2 separate regions of the Mus musculus genome follow, and region 1 is linked to region 2. A link is a contact called in public HiChIP or PLAC-seq data. All regions are on one chromosome and are shown on one strand. The core of a region is the stretch at or near the end of the contact, and the rest is flanking DNA. Distances in the headings are between cores, read along the strand shown.

What was found. HiChIP or PLAC-seq counts read pairs in DNA pulled down with a chosen protein or histone mark.
Region 1: an H3K4me3 HiChIP or PLAC-seq map of bone marrow-derived macrophages shows a contact between it and region 2, with 12 times the contacts expected there. The contact joins the promoter of Tlr4 here to the enhancer-like site in region 2. A contact is called at or near these places in 3 of 39 promoter capture datasets (the C10 cell line and liver), 1 of 484 Hi-C or Micro-C datasets (bone marrow-derived macrophages), 4 of 115 datasets of contacts at active chromatin or transcription factors (the 230-238 cell line, bone marrow-derived dendritic cells, bone marrow-derived macrophages and 1 more) and 1 of 9 other capture datasets (macrophages).

What each region holds. Positions count from the first base shown.
Region 1 is chr4:66,823,645-66,829,034 of GRCm38.p6, reverse strand. It overlaps Tlr4 (toll-like receptor 4), which reads right to left and starts at 1,484. Exons shown (of 3, transcript NM_021297.3): 1 at 1,114-1,484. The coding sequence starts at 1,203.
Region 2 is chr4:67,444,776-67,449,699 of GRCm38.p6, reverse strand. No RefSeq gene overlaps it. Among named protein-coding and RNA genes, the nearest start is that of Tlr4, 620 kb to the right of the region's middle. Within about 2 kb of position 1,674, at least 3 of the 459 cell types and tissues checked have an H3K27ac peak or open chromatin away from gene starts, as enhancers often do. A contact at or near this core is called in bone marrow-derived macrophages, where this site is marked.

The sequences.
Region 1 (5,390 bases), core at 235-2,734, 620 kb after region 2:
AGCAAGATACTGTGATTATAACTTTTTAAAATTAACAGTATTTTTCCCCATGTGAATGTCATGTATCTTAACTCATTGAACCAGTTTTGAGCTTCTGAGCCTACCTCACCCCGAATTCCTTCCTTGTTTGCTCAGTTCTATTGTGAGCTTCTAAGATAATTGCGTGGTCTGTGCAGGAGGAAAACAAGAATGAGTCATGGGTCAGATTACTCACGACTCAGTATTCGACCAAAACGGGAGTTACTGCCTTAGCAGTAACTAATTGATGTTTTAAGTTGCTCTGTCCCTCTCCTTCCCTCACCCCTCCCATTTCTTTATCTCCTAGAATTAGTTGCAGAATACTAAAATCACTTAGAAAAGTCTTTGTGTTTTTGTGTGTTTTGTTGTTTTATTTTTTAATAGAAATTCTTTCATTTAAGACAATTGTTCCCTTTATTCATTTGTGTGTGTGCTCATGCATATACACACCTGCCAAGGCAGACACTTGCAAGTGAGAAGACATCTTAAAGGAGGAGATTCCCTGCCTCTAACTTGTGAGGCTTGAGGCTTGAACTCAGATTTTCATCAGGCTTGGCAGCCACTGACCTTACCTGCTGAGCTACCACTCAAAGCATCTCAAAGATGCTTCGAAAGCAGCAGAAAAGACACAGCTACCTTCACTTGATTTGGAAAGGGAAGGAATGACCGCTAAAAGCTGAGTGGCCAGAGTTCCCACAGAAAGCCCTGAAATTACAGCCTACTTACATTTTTCAGTGATTACAGTCATGCTTTCGTCCCGTGAATACTGGCCTCAGAGACGTTCAGTAAGTTCTTTAACGACTCTCAGGTATGTCACAGAACAATGACTATAAACTAGTTTTACTAATTTCAAGTCCCTAAATCATGACTCAGACGCCTTAAATGAAACAAGACACCCCTGGCTGCCTGTTCCTGCCCTGTGTTAACACTGAGGCTTTTTGTTGCCAAGGCTTCTCAAGTTTTTGGTTAGTTTAACTCCTTCGTGCAAAATAAACTAAGCAGAGCACACACAGGGAGCTCTGAGCTGTGGATAGTTTTGAGAAACAAGGCAGGCTAGCAGGAAAGGGTGTGATCACATGCGATCAAGACACATACCTCTATGCAGGGATTCAAGCTTCCTGGTGTCAGGCAGGAGAAGAACAGTGCCATGATCAGAGTCCTAGCCAGGAGCCAGGGAGGCATCATCCTGGCATTTTCTGCAACCAGTGGAGGCCATGAGAGAACATGACGATCTGTAACTGGTGGCAGCGCAGAGTCCCTGGGACACCTGCCTCTTCCCTCCCAGTGGGTGCCCCTCTGCAAGTACTATATTCAAAGAGGAAGTGAGAGTGCCAACCTTAGCATTCTCACTTTTGGTTTTGTTCTAGAATCGATCTGCCCCGTCGCAGGAGGGAAGTTAGAAGACTGAAGACTAGAACAGGAAGAAGGCGTTTGCTGACCGACTGGAGGAACAGCAAGAGGAAGCTGGCTTTCATCCCAGGAAGTCATCTGACCTCTGGGCTTGGTGAAGGCAGGGAACTGGCGTGGAGCAACATCCTCATTCCTTCTTTATTTTCAACAGAGGATGCTTACTGCTTCAGTTAGACTCCCAAGTCTCCCAGAGCACAGTATTAGGGACTGGATGTTTCAGACTAGAGGAACATATTTTCTCACAATGCTAGAGATTAAAACCCAGGATGAAGATATCATCAGTTGCCGTGTCTTGTGTCATGATGCTTTCTTTTACCTATGTGTGTACGTGTTCATTCGTTCACGGGGGGGATGTATATTTCGTGTGTGTGTGTGTGTGTGTGTGTGTGTGTGTGTGTGTGTGTGTGTGTGTGTGTGTGTGTAAAAGCCAGAGTTCACTATTGAGTGCCTTCTGCAGTTCTCAGTTCTCAATCTTCTTTTATTATTAATTACTATTTATTATTGGAAACAGGATCATAGTGTTTATTATTAAAAGGAGAACGTTCAGGAAAGATAGGAGCAGGCTCGTGAGCTGTGGGAGAAACTCAAGAGGCTCCACCATTGTTTTGGAGCCGAGGTCTCTAACTGAACCTGGTACTGATTCCTTGGCTATACTGACTGATCAGTTAAGTTTTGAGATCTCCCACCTGTAGCTAGCCTTTTCCCAGTGCTGGAATTATAGATATCAGCATTCGGGTTTTTGTTGTTTGTGATGTTGTTTTTTTACGATGTTTGCTTTTTATTTGTTTATTTATTTCATTTTTTTAAATGCTGTTACTGAGGATCTGCAGGTCTTCATGAATTTGAAACATTTTATCAACTGAGATATCTCCCTGGCCCCTGACCTCTTTTTTTAAAATAATCAGTTATATTGTATTAAGGCAGACCCATAAGACATTAGTTTACTTTAATTATCTCATTAAATTCAAGTCATAGGACATGGCACTGGGAGATGAATTTTTAAATTGCAGTCACAGAAACAGGCACAGCCTATGAATTTTAGGGAACAGTACATAATTCTACATGTGACACTGCTAGTGAAGAAGTAGTGAAGGGAATCAGAAGTTGCTGAAGTAAAGGTCAGGTCAGATGACTAAACACCAGATCACCTTGTCCAAATGATTTTATTTCCTGAGCCTCATTTTCAGCCCTGTAAACCTGAGAACAGTTTTTACCTCCCTCCTTCTTTACATATTTACATTATTTGACATATCTAAATACTAATATTTAGAATACATACACTTAGAAGGCTATGTGATTCTGCTTGGATCATCTGTGGACTGCTGGCATGTGGTAGCTTCCCAGGGAAGCTTCTGATAAGAAGATGAAAATACCAGCAACCTCCAACCTCCACTGAGACTTCAGGAGAACTGACCTGCATTATGAAACTTCTATCCCCAAATCCCCCTTTTCACCATATAAAACCCAAGCCCCCTGCAAAATTATGTACAGTCTCCACTTCCATGGAGAGACTGGGTCCCTTCATTGTTCTGATTCAAAGATCCATCTGCCTCTGAAGAGAAAAAAAAAAAAAAAGATGCATGACAGCAGTCAAGCTATACAAGCCAGTTCTCCATTTGCTACTATGAGAATGAAGGTATAGAGTTGGGAAGATAGCTCATCAATTAAGAGTCATTTCTGCTCTTCTGAAAGAAAGGGGTTTGCTTCCCAGCACCCATATGCTATCCCACAACCATCTGTAACTCTAATTCCAGGGAATCTATTTCTCTCCTCTGACTCGCATGGACACTGCATGTGATAGTCATACAAATATGTAGGTAAACACTCATACATGAATGAAAATAAAAAGAAAAATCTTTAAATAAATAGAAGATTATCTATCTTGTGTGGTTGAATTAAATTAATCATAGCACAGATCCTCATTATATCCCATAAAAGACAACTATGGCAATTATAAAAATAAAATGTGGGCAATATAAGGATAATCATACTTCCTCAAAGAGTAGTTGTAAAGCTGTTAGAGCCATGCCTGAGGAAAAGCAAGTTCATATAAGTTTCTGATGAATAGAAGGATAAACATCACTAGTCCAGTCGATACCCCCAAGGTGTGTCATAAGAACCTCAAATGTATTTTAGCTACAACAAAGCTGCAAAAGTCTAGATCACCATCAATCAGGTTAGAATTCTCTCAGCTACTCCTTTCCAGGGGCTCTGTGGAGCTTCTTGGCCACAAGTCTACATACAAGTTCAGTAAGAGACCCTCTTCCTAGGGAATAAAGTACAAAGTCACAGTAAGACACCGAAATCCTCCTATCCTTCACATGCAGATACATAAATCTAAGTACATACATGGGGATATGACAGACACAAACAAGCAATCAATGAATTAAAGGACAAAATCAAAATCTAGCTTTTTAAAGTTAATCCCTTCCTCATCCATTTATCTCACTACACATTTAGAAATTGTGCCAAATTCTAGAAACTTCAAATGTAAAATAATTCTAAAATGAAATTCCTCACTGACTATGTCTCTTGGCCTAGGCTAGAGAAAAACATTGTAAAATAGACTTAAAGAATCTAGACTGTCATCTTCTGAAATCTTAACTTTCCTAACCCCCCTCATCCTCCAATCAATGTCTGTAATGCATACCAAGTAGAGTATGTCTTTGCTGCAATAGTAATAGTGCTTAGATCGCCAGCCTTCCCTGAGAAGGACCAGATATAGCTGTCTCTTGTGAGACTATTCCGGGGCCTAGCAAACACAGAAGTGGATGCTCACAGTCAGCTATTGGATGGATCACAGGGTCCCCAATGGAGGAGCTAGAGAAAGTACCCAAGGAGCTAAAGGGATCTACAACCCTATAGGTAGAACAACATTATGAACTAACCAGTACCCCAGAGCTCTTGTCTCTAGCTGCATATGTATCAAAAGATGGCCCAGTCGGCCATCACTGGAAAGAGAGGCCCATTGGACTTGCAAACATTATATGCCCCAGTACAAGGGAACACCAGGGCCAAAAAGGGGGAATGAGTGGGTAGGGGAGTGGGGGTGGGTGGGTATGGGGGACTTTTGGGCTAGCATTGGAAATGTAAACGAGGAAAATACCTAATAAAAAATTTTTAAAAAGAAAAATAAAAAAAAAGAAAAGAAAAATAATCTAGTGTGATAATTAAGGACAGAATACTGAGAAGTACATCCACGCCCAAGATGCACATGTCCTTTCTTGCTACCAAAGGGAAGAACAGGTAAAAAGAAGCCTCAGAGAAAGAATCAAATAATCTCTTCTAAATTGTGTCTCAGGAGGTATTGATGCACACATTTTATATACATCTTCATTGAGAGCTTTCATACCTATGATAGGAATATTCAGGAGAGTGCTTTGTGTGGGTATTTCTTTTTCTGAAAACCAAATGATAACAATACACTAGCATGTGGTGACCTTAACCAGACCATTAAAGTTCTGTCAGCCTCTTCTAGAAGACAAACCAAGTACAAAGTAGAAGAGAGAAGCCGTAAGCAGTAATGTTTTATTTGCTAAACCTCAATAAACATGCAAATGTGGTTTTGCAATGAGTAAAAAATTGATACTTAGCTACCATCATGATGTCAGTTTTTATCCTACAATGGAGAGTAGACTGAATAGGAAGCCATTTAGTTTTCTACATTATTATTGTGCAGCAGGTTCAACAGAAGACCTACAATCACTTAGTCAAAGGAAGAGTCCCATCTTAGCCAGAAACAAATGACCATCTCGTCAAAGTTGTCAGATACTGACCATTTAGTAAAAAGTTAAGTACACCACATAAGACCAGTGTTAAATTAATGTAATTTCTATGGTGACATAACACACATAACACGATACATATTTCTTGCTCAATAAGTGGTCAGTAAGATCATTATTGGTTGCAAACAAGTTAGGAGTCATTCATGATCAGAGTCTTTTTATTTAATTGTGTTACTA
Region 2 (4,924 bases), core at 425-2,924:
GGGAGTGGGGGTGGGTGGGTATGGGGGACTTTTGATATAGCATTGGAAATGTAAATGAGCTAAATACCTAATAAAAAAATGGAAAAAAAAGAATAAATTTTGGAAAGATGGGAAAAAAAGAATAGTATTCAATAAAAAGTAGTAACTATGAAAAAAAAAACAAAAAAAAACAAAAAAAATTGGATTATTTGTGTTTTAAGAGTCTAACATCTTGAATTCTTTACATAGAATATTGGTCTTGTATTGTATGTAAGGTTAGTGAAGATCTTTCTCCAGTTTGTAGGCTGCCATGTTGTCCTATTGACAGTGTCCTCTGCCTTACAGAAGCTTTTCAGTTCCAAGAGATGAAATGTATTTTCTCCACAGAGGTAATTGGCGGTTGCTCTGTCTTTATAATTGAATACTATTCAACTCTTTGAACTACAGGAATTTGGGGGCTTTATGCTCCGTAAAAAGATACAAAATTCTACCTCAAAGGGCAAATATTGTACTGTTTACTGATAAACACTCATTCTAAGAAAGTTGTAATAATGGATTAGAATCAAATGCTTGTCAGAATTTGTGCGAAATGATGACATAAGGGGAAAGAGCAGAGATTATCTTTCTAGTGAAGAGAATGTTCTGCATCTTCAGTTTTTTGAAAATTTCCATTCTGTCGCTAAAATTATATAGCAATGAGTGGTAGAGAGGAGGGAGGGAATAATTACTTGCAACTTCCTGGAATTATTTCAATAACACCTGTAACATTATTAATTTCCTGACTTTTATGCTATACGAGAATCTTGTAAGATGTAACTGTTGAGGGAAGTTAGATGAAAGGCATAGACATTTTTGATCAAGTCCTTTATTATTTGAAAACAGTTGCTTAATATCACTTATGCCCCCCCCCTTTTTCTCCATTGCTCATTGGCTCTCCTTCAACTTCAGCATGAACACAACAGGTGAGATGTGAAGATCCTGGTTTCTCACTGTAGCTCTTCTTTCCTTACAGCCTTCTAATAGCTGTTTAGGTAAACTAAAGTCCATCTCTTGAATACCCCATGAATTCTATTTCTATGTGGTTTCTTCAATGTGACATTTGAGTTTGCATACATTATGTTATGACATCCTCACCGAAACTCTCCAATTAACTTAAAATTGCTTAAAAATCAATAGGCTCCAGCGCTAGGAGCAAAAGAAGGGTGTAGACAAGGTCAGCTTGACATTTCTGATAAGTATTTGCTTATATTTGTTGAATTTATTTTTATTACTTGGTTGAACACTGATACAGACTATTTCTTGTATTGATTTGCTGCAAAAATCATGTATTCTTTCAAAGTCTGGGAATAAATAAGTCTGGTTCAGTGACCTGAAACACAGGATGCAACTAGATAGATAGATAGATAGATAGATAGATAGATAGATAGATAGATAGATAGATAAATATAGATATAAAAATAAATTTGCAAATGGATATTAAAGGATACTGTATGAATGAAGATGTAAATTATTAAATGATTATTTATTGAAAATAAACTTGTGATCTGATTCAAATGTATGAGGGCTCTCTATATATATAGACTTCTCCAGTCTCCAAATAAGATTTGTCTACCACTGAGATGTGAGTCATACTGCAAATGATTGATTTGGCACTAAAAACATGACATTTCTTGATTTTGTTTCTGGTAAAGGAAGTTCCGATTTTAAGAATCCACAGCAAATAGACATTAATATGAGTCAGCAAAGAGACTCAGCAGCATACCAGGAAGTGAGAAGTTGAAAAAAAATCTTATATTTCATGTTGACGTGGCTTTCAATCTTAATAAAAAAAATGTCCAGACTGTCTGTAGAAACCAGATAAATCAAACTCATCCCGATCTCAGTTTCCCATCTACCCACTGACTCTTAACCACCTGCTGAATATGAGTGAACATAAATCTGCAAAGAAAACAAAGACAACACACACACACACACACACACACACACACACACACACACACACACACATACACACAGAGAGAGACAAAGACAGAGAGAGAGAGACAGAGAGAGAGACAGAGAGAGAGACAGAGACAACGACACAGAGAGACAGGCAGAGAGGTAGAGAGATAGAGAGAAAGAGACAGCTTCATAGGTTTCATGGGATACCTTAAACTTTTAGTAGAAACATGATTTCAGAATTTCTTTTATGCAAAAAAAATGCATGCCTGAAGAATGAGATATTGGTAGAAAGACAAATCTCTACCAACTGTGCTATTTTCTATGCTATTTGGTTGAACCTCCAGAACAAAAGATAACTATTTTGCCTACTTTGATACTTTTAAAAATCCATAGATTATGTGTATGAATAGCTGCATTTGCTTATAAAATTATGATATTTTGTATATGCTTAAAGTGTTATAAAGTTCAAAAATGATTCAAATATTACCTTGCTAACTGTGCTCATCAAAAGAGCAGCATTCATATGAGTACACTGTAGCTGTCTTTAGACACACCAGAATTGGGCATCTGATCCCATTACAGATGGTTGTGAGCCATCATGTGGTTGCTGGGAATTGAACTCAGGACCTCTAGAAGGGCAGTCAGTGCTCTTAATCACAGAGCCATCTTTCCTGGGAACAAAACACCCATGGAAGGAGTTACAGAGACAAAGTTTGGAGATGAGACAAAAGGATGGACTATCTAGGGACTGCCATATCTGGGGATCCATCCTATAGTCAGCTTTCAAACACTGACACCATTGCATACACTAACAAGATTTTGCTGAAAGGACCCAGATAAAGCTGTCTCTTGTGAGACTATGCAGGGGCCTAGCAAACACAGAAGTGGATGCTCACTGTCAGCTATTGTATGGATAACAGGGCCCCCAATGGAGGAGCTAGAGAAAGTACCCAAGGAGCTAAAGGGATCTACAACCCTATAGGTGGAACAACAATATGAACTAACCAGTACCCCCCAGAGCTCGTGTCTCTAGCTGCATATGTATCAGAAGATGGCCTAGTCGGCCATCAGTGAAAAGAGAGGCCCATTGGTCATGCAAACTTTATATGCTTCAGTATAGGGGAACGCCAGGACCAAGAAGTGGGAATGGGTGGGTGGAGGAGTGGGTGGGGGAGCGTGTGGGGGACTTCTGGGATAGCATTGGAAATGTAAATGAAATAAATATCTAATAAAAAAGAAAAAAAGAAAAACGAAACAAAACAAAACAAACAAAATGAACAGCCATTGAAAAGAATGAAAATTGGAAGAAATATCAAACCCTAAACTTAAAGAGTTTCCTTCTTTCTTTTTTTTTTAGATTCAGTGTGCTCCCAATGTGTAAGGATTCAGATAACATAGGGTAACAATATTAAATTTGCTTAAAGTATTTAACTACTACACCTACTGTGTATGTGACAGCTATTCAAATGGGACCATATGATTTACATTGGCCCATAGAATGCCAAAAAACATTACTTATCACTCTTGGATGGATGCTGCATGATCAAGGTCACATATTGTGTTTCTTTTGCAGTACTAATATTTCATTGCAATCTCTTCAGGTAAAATCGCTTTGGTCTTAATCAATGAATAAATGCAAAAAACTTCTTAGGGCCAATTTTGTACATGCAATGTGAACCATGAGTCCATTAACAATAGGCTCTGATAGGAAAACTATTTACATGTAATCTAGCCTATTGTAACTTAATCACAACTTACCAAAAACCATTTCCTCAGTGTTCATCTTTGTTACTCTGTTACTGGAACATTTTATGAGTTAAATGAGGTTCTATAAAATTGTATATATTTTAAATTTAATCCCACAAAGCATTGAATACTTCTATAGACTCCACAGATGTCAGCCACTTATTCCTTCCATTCTTATGTAAGTATGTTATGTGTTATATTAAACCTTATATCTAATTGTCCTCTTCTTGAACAAAAGGTAATGTAGCAACTTTCTTGATTAATAGAACTTTGTAGGAGGAACATTCTAGATGTTCTAAGAATAAGTTTTACTAATATCTGTTCATTCTCCTCTTGTGTTAATCCTCCCTCAAGAGACCCTGCAACCACGCTTGTAAAGCTCTCATCAAATGGTTGAGTCATACTTGGGTTTTAAATGGCAAATTGATGATTACACTGACCACATTATCTGTAATCACAATCACTATCCATTAGCCATGTTGCACTTCCTGCCATATCAATGCTAGAGAACTGTAGCTCTAGCAGATACATAAAATATCGCAGTCACTTATCCAGATCATGCTAAGCCATGGATAGAATCTTCAGTGACAATAATACATTTTTAAAATACTTTTTTATTTTAAAATGTTGTGTGTGTGTGCCTGTGTATATATGCTGAAGTTATAAAAAGATGTTATACAAAACACCTTACCTGTGTTTGGGGAACCCAGTGTGGCTGCTCTGGGACAGTGATAAGTATTCTTAACTAGTGAGCCATCTTTTTCAATGGCAACATAATATTAAACTTTTAGATCTGTAGGGATCAGATTGCCTGATCTACAGTAAAAACTGTGAGTACTATGTTATATGTTCAGGTTGATATAAAATGGAAAAAAAAATACCCTTCTAATATCTTTGCATTTTATTGTACATCATACATATTATGCTTCATGTAACATATTCTACTCAGTATGTAATAATCAAAATATTTTTCTTCAACAAGAAGAAATTTTTATTACTTCTAAAGCTACACTGTAAACTACAATGGTTTATTATGGCATTCTTGTATACCATTGGTTATTCATACATTTTCCCCAATTTCCTTACACTATACCCATGGAAATTTCCTATGAGGCATTTCCCAAGAGCCATTATTCTCCTTCACACAGGTTAATTTGTAAAATCCCAGAGCTTTCAATAATTAGGACACTAAGAGACAAATATTTTAATGCCATTTAACTAGTCCTTGAGGATTACCTCTAGTTATTCAATACACATA